4 separate regions of the Mus musculus genome follow, and all the other regions are linked to region 3. The links are chromatin contacts, called in public Hi-C maps. All regions are on one chromosome and are shown on one strand. The core of a region is the stretch at or near the end of the contact, and the rest is flanking DNA. Distances in the headings are between cores, read along the strand shown. Region 1 has its middle 61 kb from the start of Ptgs2os2. Region 2 has its middle 57 kb from the start of Ptgs2os. Region 3 has its middle 16 kb from the start of Ptgs2. Region 4 has its middle 37 kb from the start of Ptgs2os2.

The links. A called contact is a pair of places that touch in the nucleus more often than the background predicts.
Region 1: a contact with region 3 is called in a Hi-C map of uterus, with 2.2 times the contacts expected there. The contact joins two enhancer-like sites. A contact is called at or near these places in 3 of 39 promoter capture datasets (the HPC-7 cell line, HPC-7-derived erythroid cells and stem cell-derived epiblast-like cells), 1 of 484 Hi-C or Micro-C datasets (uterus), 1 of 115 datasets of contacts at active chromatin or transcription factors (embryonic stem cells) and 3 of 9 other capture datasets (adipose tissue, liver and pancreatic islet).
Region 2: a Hi-C map of pancreatic cancer cells shows a contact between it and region 3, with 2.4 times the contacts expected there. The contact joins two enhancer-like sites. A contact is called at or near these places in 1 of 39 promoter capture datasets (macrophages), 1 of 15 datasets of contacts at CTCF or cohesin (the NIH/3T3 cell line), 1 of 484 Hi-C or Micro-C datasets (pancreatic cancer cells), 1 of 115 datasets of contacts at active chromatin or transcription factors (pancreatic cancer cells) and 1 of 9 other capture datasets (adipose tissue).
Region 4: a Hi-C map of pancreatic cancer cells shows a contact between it and region 3, with 3 times the contacts expected there. The contact joins two enhancer-like sites. A contact is called at or near these places in 5 of 39 promoter capture datasets (the 3T3-L1 cell line, the HPC-7 cell line, HPC-7-derived erythroid cells and 1 more), 1 of 15 datasets of contacts at CTCF or cohesin (the NIH/3T3 cell line), 17 of 484 Hi-C or Micro-C datasets (the C2C12 cell line, the HPC-5 cell line, the NIH/3T3 cell line and 9 more), 1 of 115 datasets of contacts at active chromatin or transcription factors (pancreatic cancer cells) and 3 of 9 other capture datasets (adipose tissue, liver and macrophages).

What each region holds. Positions count from the first base shown.
Region 1 is chr1:150,224,699-150,227,457 of GRCm38.p6, reverse strand. No RefSeq gene overlaps it. Among named protein-coding and RNA genes, the nearest start is that of Ptgs2os2, 61 kb to the right of the region's middle. Within about 2 kb of position 1,392, at least 1 of the 459 cell types and tissues checked has an H3K27ac peak or open chromatin away from gene starts, as enhancers often do. A contact at or near this core is called in uterus, where this site is marked.
Region 2 is chr1:150,041,888-150,044,659 of GRCm38.p6, reverse strand. No RefSeq gene overlaps it. Among named protein-coding and RNA genes, the nearest start is that of Ptgs2os, 57 kb to the left of the region's middle. Within about 2 kb of position 1,384, at least 28 of the 459 cell types and tissues checked have an H3K27ac peak or open chromatin away from gene starts, as enhancers often do. A contact at or near this core is called in the NIH/3T3 cell line and pancreatic cancer cells, where this site is marked.
Region 3 is chr1:150,114,278-150,117,470 of GRCm38.p6, reverse strand. No RefSeq gene overlaps it. Among named protein-coding and RNA genes, the nearest start is that of Ptgs2, 16 kb to the right of the region's middle. Within about 2 kb of position 1,835, at least 62 of the 459 cell types and tissues checked have an H3K27ac peak or open chromatin away from gene starts, as enhancers often do. A contact at or near this core is called in the NIH/3T3 cell line, the STO cell line, pancreatic cancer cells and 1 more, where this site is marked.
Region 4 is chr1:150,200,822-150,203,679 of GRCm38.p6, reverse strand. No RefSeq gene overlaps it. Among named protein-coding and RNA genes, the nearest start is that of Ptgs2os2, 37 kb to the right of the region's middle. Within about 2 kb of position 1,444, at least 12 of the 459 cell types and tissues checked have an H3K27ac peak or open chromatin away from gene starts, as enhancers often do. A contact at or near this core is called in the STO cell line and pancreatic cancer cells, where this site is marked.

The sequences.
Region 1 (2,759 bases), core at 143-2,642, 110 kb before region 3:
CTGAGAGCTTAAGTGTTTGAAATAGCCTCTATAACAGAGAGTGAGAGACCTCAAAGTCCATCCCCAGTGACATACCTCCTCCAACAAGGCCTCATCTCCTAATCTTCCTCAAACAGTTCTACCCACTAGGTAGAACTCAAATATATGAGCCTATGAGGGCTAATCTCATTCAATCCACTTCAGTCCACTTCTGGGAAAGATTATAAAAGATGAGTTTTGGAAATTGTGGGGCTAGGGAACTGATAGTATCTTGAAATGTTGTACTTAAGATCAGTAGAGAGTCACTGGAGCATCATATATAGTTGTAACTCTGCTAGATCTGTCTTTTGTAGATTTTTTTAGGACAGAATGTAAAGACCAGAATGTAAAATGATGAAGTATGGGTGTCTAGGAAACCAGGTGGGATATGTCCTGCTGAGTCAAACAAGAGATGATGGGGCCTCTTACAAAACTGCAGAGGGTAGGTGTGATTTTGGCCTAGTAAACTGTCCCCAGAGGAAAACATATCTTGATTAGTGGCTGGCAAATTAGGATCTTTCAGCCTAGCAACCATTTACAATTTGTGTAGAAGAGAGAACTTCCTTTCATTATTGTCACTGATTCAATGAAGAGAGAGCCTTCCTTATTTTTTCTTTGCTACCACTAGTTCTCAACTGAGGAAAACACTTTCTACCATACAGGTATTAGGCGGGAAAAGCAGATCAAACAGTCAGTCTGACTCCATCAAAATGAAGCAAGGAGAAGGAAGAACTTTGGAGGTGCTGTTGCCAGAAGGCTGGAAATGTAAAGATTAGCTTTAACTTAGGCGGGGGTTACTGTTCCTATGCTGGGTGAGACAGTGTCCATGAGATGATTCTCAAGACATGTTAGAAATCTAGAAAAAGTCCATTCACCAAAGCCTTAAGTTGCCCAAAAAGATATGAAGCCAAGAATGGTTGTAGTACAATGGTTCTAAGTATAGGCCTTAGAACCATCGTGTGATGGTTGGCCAGTGACAAAGGTTCAAATTTGAACTAGACCATTGACTACCTCCAGCTGTGGTTTATTAAATTATGGTCTTGTTATGTTATCTGTGCTAAAGATAACTTCCTTACATATCTAATTGGGTTCTTATAAAGATTATGTGAATTAATACATAATGACCAGAAAGGACCAGCTATCACCATTACCTTAGCTCAGCTACTCATCTGAGCTGTGATGGGGAGATGAGCAAGGAATGGGGTAAAGTGAGATTGTATTAGTGAAATAAAGGTCTTAACTAAAACCTTGCTGATGTGTTAAGGCTCAAGAACCACAAAGCAAGAGTGCATTGTGCTTTCAGCTATGCCATGGTGGTACCTATTGAAGCTTGCTGGACCTGGATGATTGTGACTCACCCTGCATAGTAGAGGCAAGTCTGCACAGATCCCAGGCAGTGGCCTCATCAAAGGAACCCAAGCCCCCCAAATACAGGTCAAGGTAATCCCTCAATGATGTCCCTTTGATGTTTGCAATTAACTTTCACTCTTTGTCATGGTATTTAGAGTTCGGCCTCTCACTGATTTTACAAGGAAGTGTGCCACTTTTTGAGCTGGGAATGAGATAATTGGGTGGGGGGCAATCTGAGCAAAGTTTTTGGTTGTGTTCCAGCTGCTGTACGTGAAGAACATGCCATTTTCTCAGTAGATTATTGGTAGGCTGAGAAGCTGAGTCATTGCTGAAATGTATTCAAGTGAAATTATAGAGCGGAACAACAGGGAGGTTTGTATCTAACAGGAAACAAACCGTGTGGGTCATTCTGAGGTGTGACTTCTTAGGACGTCTGTTTAGGTTTATTTGACGAGTACTAGAATGTTAAAGATGGAGCAAGGGAGACTTTTCTGTATCATGCGGGGGAGTTTTACCATTTACATTTTATCATTTGGTTTCCCATTTATTATGAAAGAATTATTTTCCCTTTTATGTTAGAATATTCTTTTCAAGATGTGACTAAATTAGTTTATTAAAACAAAACAAAACAAAACTTAGAGTAACTGGTTTTGGTGGTGCCCGCCTTTAATCCAGTACTTGAGAGGCACAGGCAGGTAGATTCTGTGAGTTGAAAGCCACAAAGCAAATCCCAGGTCAGCCAGAGCATTATAGTGAGATCCAGTCTCAATAAAATAAAGAAATTTTAAAAATTAATTAAACCTAAAGAGAAAAATGCTGTAGTCAATGTCTCCTTTTAATCAGATGGAACCAATTCTGGAGAGAATTTAAATCATTGGTTTCATTCTAAGCCCTGACAACCTGAGTTAGATTATTACTTTTTCATTCTTCAGTTTTCCAAGTGCAACCCACTTTCCAGAGTGTATACAGAAAAGTATTTATAATATTTATATTTCCAATATGTTGTTTTCTCATTTAAGCTTCTTTCAGATACCATTGACCTAAGGCTTAACAAGGCCTACTTACTACAGTTAGTACCATGATATTGCTGAATACATACGTGGTCTGAATTTCGGGGGAAACAGTCTTAATCTACTTATTCTACTCTCAGTTCCTATCTTTTGAACTCTAGTGAAGGGAGAGGACTGAAAGTTGGAGTAATGACAAGCAGCTGATGAAGGAATCAATTATATCTGCTCAATGAAGAAACAGCAACAAAAAATGGCTTTGGAACATGTCTGGACAGCACTTTCTTTCTGAGTCTCAGATTATTGAACACTCATTATCATTTGTGATATGTTCTTGTTATGGTTAATTTAGAAAGCCATGTACCTATTTTGGATACATATATT
Region 2 (2,772 bases), core at 135-2,634, 72 kb after region 3:
GTTATTCATTCATGCTTAGGCTCTGTCATTAATTCCTAACACAAAGTAGGTGCCCCCAAACATTTATCCATCAGTCAAAGTGCTATTAAATGTAATAGCACAAGAAATGTGAACTGTACTTTGGGACAAAAAGCCTAATGAACGAATAAAAAGCTCTGGATAATAAAACTGCTTGAAACAAATTTAGATCACCTCTCAAACAATTTATACTTCAAGTAAAACTGAGACACAAACAGCAAGGATGTTAGGTTGCCCATACAATTCCTGATGGATCTCAAAGGACTCTTTTCCTTTAGTAATTACAATGGATATTTTCTTTAACAGGTCTCAAAAAGGAGCCATCATCATGTGAACTTCTAGTTTCAATATTCAAAGTAGCACATGCTACCTTGGCTCTTCTGTTGGCTCAACCTTACCCCGACATCTAAAGAAAGTTCCACGTCAATCAATCAACCAATTGGAAATCAATGAAAACCTTTGTTCACACATCTGTTAACATTTAAAGATGCTCTATCTTCAGTATGATCAGGCAGACCAGTATGACCTGGCTACTTATTTGTATTTTCCATGAAGCACCGAGGTTCTGAGTGCCGCTGTTCCAGCTGTGACATTTGTGCAAATGCTGGTTCAATTAAAAAAGGAGAACTGAGTTATTTTTAATCAAGGGGCTATTTTTAATTTAGTCCCTAAAGAGTAATTAAATTAGTTGAAAAAAAATCACCCACCACAATCCTGCTTTTTCTTTTCTTATTTGGAGCACACGTGGATCCTATTGTCAGTGAAGCTATCTTTTTCTCTCTAGACATTATGCTACCACTTTCTTCAGTGCCTGTTTTGCTTTGGGTCACAGAGGACCTCAAAGACAGCAAACTAAAGTTGAGAAGACAGCAGCCTTCCTTCACTGAGCAAAAGATCTCATGCACATGTTCCCATAGAAATGGGGTAATAATAAAAGAATCAGAAAGAAGTATCATAGGAGGGAGAGATTGGGAAAAATCGAAAAGCTTTGGAAGATACAAAGGCAATAACCTGTTGTGTTTGGTCTTGGTATCTGTTGGTAGGCCATGTATTCCACACATGAAGGCAGAAGGATTGAGAACACAAGGCCTGTGTTACTAAATGAGACCCTATCCCAAGCCCTCCTGAAACACATAGGACAATATATTTGGGTGCTGGCATGACAGCCATTGTGTCAACCATGGCATTTTTAACTTTGAGGTTTCAGTGGTAGTTTGTAATTTCTCCAGGCCCAGCTCTGTAATTGCTGAGGTATTTAGAGCTGGAATGTTGTCTAGAGGCATTATCTGAAGTGAGATCCAGACAGGGTAAGCATTGAATGTGAGTAATGACGTTGTCAGTTTAAAATAAACACAGGTGCCAGTGGTCCTGTGTTATGTCAATGGTCATGCATTACTATGAAATGACTCCAGAGGCAGGGAAGAGGGAAGGGTCCAGTGGATTCATGGGCAAAGTATTGTGTATCAGTGACCTGAGAAATCAGGACATGGAAATCAAGAGGGCGCGTTCTACTCTTCTGTCTCAGGAAGGAAATAAAGCTCCAAATAAGGAGACTCAGCTAACAAACCCTGAAGATGACACATTTAGCATGAGAGTGCTCCAGTGACAAAGGTCACTTGGTACAGTTAAGAGAACAAGCTCGGAGCAGATGCCTCATGTTATTAAATTACTTACATCTGTGTTTCAGCTCACTCAGAGGTAGAGCTGGAGTTGACGGAGACAGTGCCCACCTTTTCATGAAAATTAAATGAGTTAGTGTTATTAAAATGCCTAGTTGTTGATATGCAATAAAGTGCTCAGAAATGGTAGCTATGTTTCTTTCCAGATACAGACACGGAGATGGTCACTGGACAGTCTAAAATGCTTCACCACCATGGTTCTAGGACTTTTCCATTCCAGCCATGTTAACATCAATTCAATAACAAAACTTCAACTCTTGTTTTTGCCACCCCTGGCCCAGATTAATTATATGATTTTATTATATTAACTCGTGTGTTAGAAAAATAATTACTGTTGATTTTTTTTGTTTGTTTAAATAGGTCTAACTATTTTAGTCTTAGTGGGCCTGGGACTCCTCATATAACTGAGGCTGATGTCAAATGTAGGGAGCTCCTCCTACCTAAGCCTCCTGAATACTGAGGTTAAAGGTACATGTTACTACAACGGGCTATAAGTTAAGGATGACTGTTTTTATCCAGTGGCAAAGTTTACTGACTAACCCACACACTGAATTCTGGGTCTATAGAAGGTTTTTGGCTACTAAGACTTACTCTGTTAGAAACTTCTGGCAAGTAGAAGCAATGGACACCTCTCTAAAGGATGCGTATTCTCAAAATTGCTTCTGAAGAAGCAGAATCTATGTACCTGATCAACTAGGCTGCCAGGTCCCATTTCTTAGGTTTAGAATTTCAGATCCATTCAGGAAACACTTAGCTGAATATCAACTGCAACATCAGTTATATGGAGAGGGGATCCCCTATTCCTCCCCTCCTTCGCCCACCCCATCCCACATACATACCATATATGCCAAAACGCACATCCTGGCATCTGCAAGCTAACTTTGTGCAGGAATTGTTGCTGGAGACATAAGAATGAACCTTCACGTCAGTGGGGTACTGGTAAAACATAAACTACTTTCAGGAGAAAATTACATCTAAAAGTTAAAAGGGAGAGCACAATGTTGTGATAAGACTTTACTGCCTACAGGCTTGAATGAAGTAGTAAAGGGTGGATGGCATTATTGGTATCTAATGA
Region 3 (3,193 bases), core at 586-3,085:
GGGTACGTACCTTTTAGCAGAGTCGCACAGCCTGTAACAGTAAAAGTTTAGTGGAATTCTGCGGCTCATTCCTATTAATACAAACTAATACCTGCACAGGAAAGTGGGGGGTGGGAGGTGGGGTGGGGGGAGTCCTCCACAAAGTCAAGGTCAGCCAAAGCCTGTGAGCTGGCTCGGTAGGTAATAAAGGTAAAGTCACCTGCTGGCAAGTCTGAGGACCTGAGTTTGATCCCCTGAAAAGCATAAGATGAACCTCAAGTTGTCCTCTGACCTCCACAACATGCCAGCTGTGTCCACACACAACATAGTAATTATTTTAATGTCAATTTGCCTTGAGTGATAGTTTGAAACAGAAAAAAAATAAATTGCGAACAACTGACTCTGACTGGACAAAACCCTTGGGATTACAGACCTGGTCACTGCTTACATGCCTCTACTTTCATTTTTATTTACGTTTTTAGTTTGATCAAATATTAGCAAGCATTTAATTTAGTTAAGAAATTGAATTGAAATAAGGATTTTTAACAGTTGCCTGTATTGGCGGAACAAGAATCACTTTCCTAATCGCAGAAAAATAACTTATCATTGTCATGTTTTTTTGATGTATCTCATATACCAGGCTAGCCTCGAATGAGTTATGTAGCTGAGGACTATCCTCCTGCCTCCACCTGGAGAATGTTTAGGCCTCTTGAATTACAAGTCTGTACCACCACAGCAAATTTCGAGCTCTAAGGTGAGGCTAGAACGAAGGTCTTCCTACATGCTAAGCAGACACCACCAACCTAGCTCCATCTGCGTTCTCTAGTTTGCCTTTTAAAGATGAGGAATGTGGGTGTTTTATTTACCACAAAGCTGGAAATGGGAAGAGCCAGAGCAAACCAGGCTGTCTAATTGCAAAGCCTGAGAACTCCGGGAACCTGGGGCACCGCCACATCTTGATCACCTGAGTGTTATCAATAGGGAATTTGCAAGGTTTACAGCGTCAGAATTTGTCTAGTGATCCACCATTGCATTGTAATCGCAATGTCTCTCTAGTGATTTCAAATGGAATCCTAAATTGCTAAACATAAACACAGTTTCTGCTCTAAATTAACCTACTAATGTAAATTTATTTTAAGAATATTTATGGGGCTGGCAAGATGGCTCAGCGGGTAAGAGCACTGACTGCTCTTCCAAAGATCCTGAGTTTAAATCCCAGCAAACACATGGTGGCTCACAACCACCTGTAATGAGATCTGACACCCTCTTCTGGTGTGTCTGAAGTCAGCTACAGTGTACTTGTGTATAATAATAAATAAATAAATAAACAAATAAATAAATAAATGAATATTTATGGCATGTATCATTTTGTAGGTGTGAAAAGAATTTAAAAAAAATAATAAAGAATATCCATTGCTAATGTATCCAGTTTGAAAGTCCCCCAAATTGGAGATTTTATACAAGTACAATTTATGTGTTTATTTATTTATTTATCTATTTATTTACTTATTTTTAAGTCAGAGTCCAGCTGGCCTCAAAACAAAACCAAGAAAGCAAAAAACCCAGCCTCCTGCCTCTGCTGGTACCACCCGCACCGGACTGGATTGATCAAGTTCTTTCTTTCAAGCAGGATTTCCTCCAAATTAAGGAGCATTATAAAACCTCAGCAGTGAGAGGTTAGATAATACTCTAGATAAATTAAGTCTAAATAAAATATAGCATGATAATGTTAGATTTTGCATTTTAAAGGGGAGGTTTCAGGGTGTGGGCGAAAGGAACATTCTTGTCATGTGAGTCATCGCCACCCTTTTTACTGCTTAAGGAGCAAGAGTGTTTACCCATTGGCCCCTTTTCTTAGCCTCTTTCAGAATGCTAAGTCAGTGCAAGACATTCTCTCAAGAGCATACCCCGCCCTGTGTTTGTGAATGTCGTCATTATGAACAGTTTTGGTTAAGAGCCAGGGGAAAGTCACGCAATAATGCTACCACATCACCTACTCGGAACAATAGGGGCAAGTGAAAGGCAAGGGAACTCCATCCCCACAGAGGCCACGTGATGGGAGTTCCTGAGATAGAGAGTTAGTGATGGAGTCCCCAGGGTGCAAGGTTAGCCTAACTCAAACTCCTGGCTGCTTTTGTTTGTAATTATCTAGGAAAGAAAACTACTGGGGTGTGAACTGTATGTGGCTTGTTCTGTGTTCTTAATTTTGTGGAATCATGACTCTTTTCTTGAGCACTTCCTGGAAATGTGGCTTCTATGTAATTGGAGTATTCATTTCTGAGAGCGAATGTACATGGACCTCTCCAATGACTTGTGCATTGCTTAAAATATCGCTTGAATATCATAACTCACATCTGCAACCTGAGCATTTGGAAGGGTGAGGCAGAAGGAACGCCTTGAATTGAAGGCCAGCCTAGGCTACATAGTGAGTTCCAAAAGTATGTTATAGAAGAGTGTCTCAGACAACAAACCACAAGAGCTGATGTGCTGGCTCAGAGGATGTAGTGGTGGTCTGAATGAAAATGGCCCCTGAGACCCATAAGGAGTGACACTATTAGGAAATGTCACCTTGGAGGATGTGTGTCACTGGGGGCCGAGGGTAGGCTTTGAGATTTCAAATGTTCAGTCCAGTATCTCTGTCTTCCTACTTGCTGCCTGTTCACCCTCCACCCAGATGTAGAACTCTCAGCCTCTGCAGCACCAAGTCTGCCTGTGCCCCAGCCATGCCTCCTGCCAGCCATGATGATATTGGGCTAAACCTCTGAATGTACGTCAGCCAAAATTAAATGTCTCCTGATAAAAGTTGCCGCTGTCATGTTGTCTCTTCACAGCAATAAAACCCTAACCATGACAGTGGTAAGAACACAAGTCTGACAACTTGAATCTAATTTCCAGAACCCAGGTGGTAGAATGGGAAAGAGAGTCAACTCTGGCAAGTTTTACACACACACACACACACACACACACACACACACACACACACACAGAATGTAAACTTAAAAATAATTAAAATGCAAATATAAAAAAGTTTAGTAGAAATTGCAAATAATTTTAATATAAAACTTTAAAACAAAAATTTAAATTCAATTTAATTAAACATTAAACACAGCAACACCCAATCTGATCTCTCTTGAATTCTGATTGAGTTTAATGAGGGGTGGATCTTGCTAAAATGATTCTTATTTCTTAGATTACATAACAGAGAACTTTTACT
Region 4 (2,858 bases), core at 195-2,694, 87 kb before region 3:
GAGAGACAGAAAGGGAGTGGGGTGGGGGGAGTGGGAGAGGAATTGGGAGGAGTAGAGGGAAAGAAGACTGTTATCAGGATAGTTTATGTGAGAATAGAATTTACATTCAATGAAAGAAAAAAGATTATAAGGAAACATTCCTTTTTCTTAATCAACTGCACTTGTATTTTATTTAGAAATGATTTCCTGTTCCTGCCTCCTGTATCTCTTCCCTTCACCGTATCTGTCTACATGGGCTCAATTTACATGTATGCCAATGATTTATTTGAAACGTCTATTTGAATATATCCTTTATTTATTTTATCAGTTACATGGGATTTTTTTTTCATTGCGACAGAAGGAGTAGGGATTTTCCAATCTTTAATCTTCAAAAACTTCCCTTTAAATTTCTTGTAATTCATAGTTGCAATGTGGGATAGCCCCATGATCCTTTGATATAAATGACACACACACACATTAAAAGTCACCCGGTAAGATGTGTTCTCGTAGTCACCAAGATCTTTCTCTATGCTTGGTGATTCACAGTAACAATTTGTTCAAGCACCAATGAAGGAGAAGCTACCTAGGCTGACATGTCTTTGAACCCAGTGTAAAATGGCCTTACAACTCTAGCTGTCATGCCAACAATTCTATTTCTCATTGTTTTAGTTTTCTATGATAGTGTAGGCTTTATGGTAACATGTTTTCTTTTAAGATGCCTTATTCTCCATGAGAGGCCTGACTCTAATAGATACCACTTTCCATGGTAAGGTCTCTTCTGTTTGTTTATTTTTGTTTTTCTTTAACATTTTCTTAAAAATAAACTTTTAGAGAAGATGAATTCGAAGTTCCATGAAAAATTTGAATTTGTATGATTACATTACTCCTGAATTATTCTGTAATGCTTTCTATCATGATCTACTACTTATTAGAAGAGATCAATATAATAAAGATTTAATAAAGTTCCATGTTGTTATTAAAAAATCTTTATGGACTTTTTTTTAAACTAACTATAGAAACCATAACTACAATGTAGCCTTTATCTCAAGGGGTTTAGCATTCTTTTGATGAATTGCATTAGATTTCTCCAAAATCCTAGCTGCTTTGGGAATGAAATCAGAATAGAAAAGTATTCAAAACATTGAATATGGTAGAATTTGTTAGAGTCAGACCAGGGCCTGACTCATGATGAAGCCAAAGATGTCTTCCTAACCCAACGCTTACATTTAGGTCCCCAGGCCTGTGGACCCCCACTACCTAAAAACTGTCCAGCCCTCCAAAACACTTATCTATCCTAAATTTAAGCAACAGTGAGGGCTTTAGCATGTAAAAAAACTTGAGGCCACTCACAGAACTAAGATAAATTGATGTGCAGAAAACAGTGAGTCCAAAGCCTTTAGAAGAGAAGAAACACAGAACACAAACAATTGTCCTCTTGTTTAAAAAAATGTTATCTTAAAAAGCAGAACCTAAGTGTATATCATGACTCTCCAGGAGAGGGCTGTAGTATGCTGTATTTTTTTCCTCAAACAATATGATCTTGGGACATTTAATATTTTTAATGCATCAATGAATACTTTTTGGTAAAATTGCTAGGCGTCAGTTTTTGTATATCTAGCTATGAATTCGCTATGGTTCAGAATATAGTGTATCTCTGCTTATCATCTGTTCCACACCACTTAGCATCTTAACAAGGCATTGTAACTAAATCACAGGGAAAGGAAAAGATAAGAAAAATCAGATTACTTTTGCTTGTCACTTGTAGCTCTAGTTTCTGAGCTGTTTGAACTTGGAGAATAAGTCCTTTATTTGATTGGATAGTCAATATAATGCCCCTTGGCCCTTTTCTACTTTCCCCAACACTGTCTTTCCCCTCTAGTGTCATATAGGAGTGATGCTGTTTCTATGGTAAATTCTAGCCTACTGTCCATAGCTGCTAGAGTCTAGGTGACTGTCTGACTTAATTTGGGTCATCAGGAGTATGATACTAGGATGAAAAGAAAGAATAAAAAAGAGAAAGGAAGAAAGGTTGGATTGATGGAAGGGAGAGAGAAAGGGAAAAAAGAAAGTAAAAAGGAAAGTTATCTACTGATTAAACCTCCATCTGGGGCTCCATCAACATCTCTAAATCTATAATGTTTCTGAAATTTTCTAGGGAGGGAAGACCACAAAGAAAGCCAAGGAACCACAAATAGAAAGGAGGAGAAAACTTTTGGAGATGTCCAATAAATCACTGCATTTATCGTGACTAAGAACAAAAGAGAGAATTTTAAAAAAATTATCTTTAATCTTTTTTAAAAGTTGAGTCATTATCCCCCTCCTGTTCCACCCTCTGATAGTTCCTCATCCCATTCCCCAACCCCCACCTCATCCCTGTCTCCCAGAGGATGTCCCCATTCCCACCCCTACCCTGCTAGGCCTCCCCACTCCCTGGGGTCTCAAGTCTCTCCAGGGTTAGGTGCTGCTTCTCTCACTGAGGCCAGACCCCGCAGTCCTCTGCTTTATATGTGTCCAGGGTCTCATATCAGCTAGTGTATGCTGCCTGGTTGGAGGCTCAGTGTATTTGAGGTCTCAAAGTTCAGGTTAGTTGAGACTGCTGATCTTCTTATGGGATTACCCTTCTCCTTAGCTTGCTCCATCCTTTCCCTAGTTCAACCACAGGGGTCCCCAGCTTCTGTTCATTGGTTGGGTGTAAGTGTCTGCATCTGACTCTTTCATCTGTGTGTTGAGCCTCTCAGAGGGCAGCCATGCTAGCTAGGCTCCTGTCTGCAAGCACACCACAGCATTAATAATAGTGTCAGGCCTTGGAGCCTCAAAAGGGAGATTTCTTATTTTTGAACACATTGGATCCTAAATATGAAGTATGTATAACTTTTAAA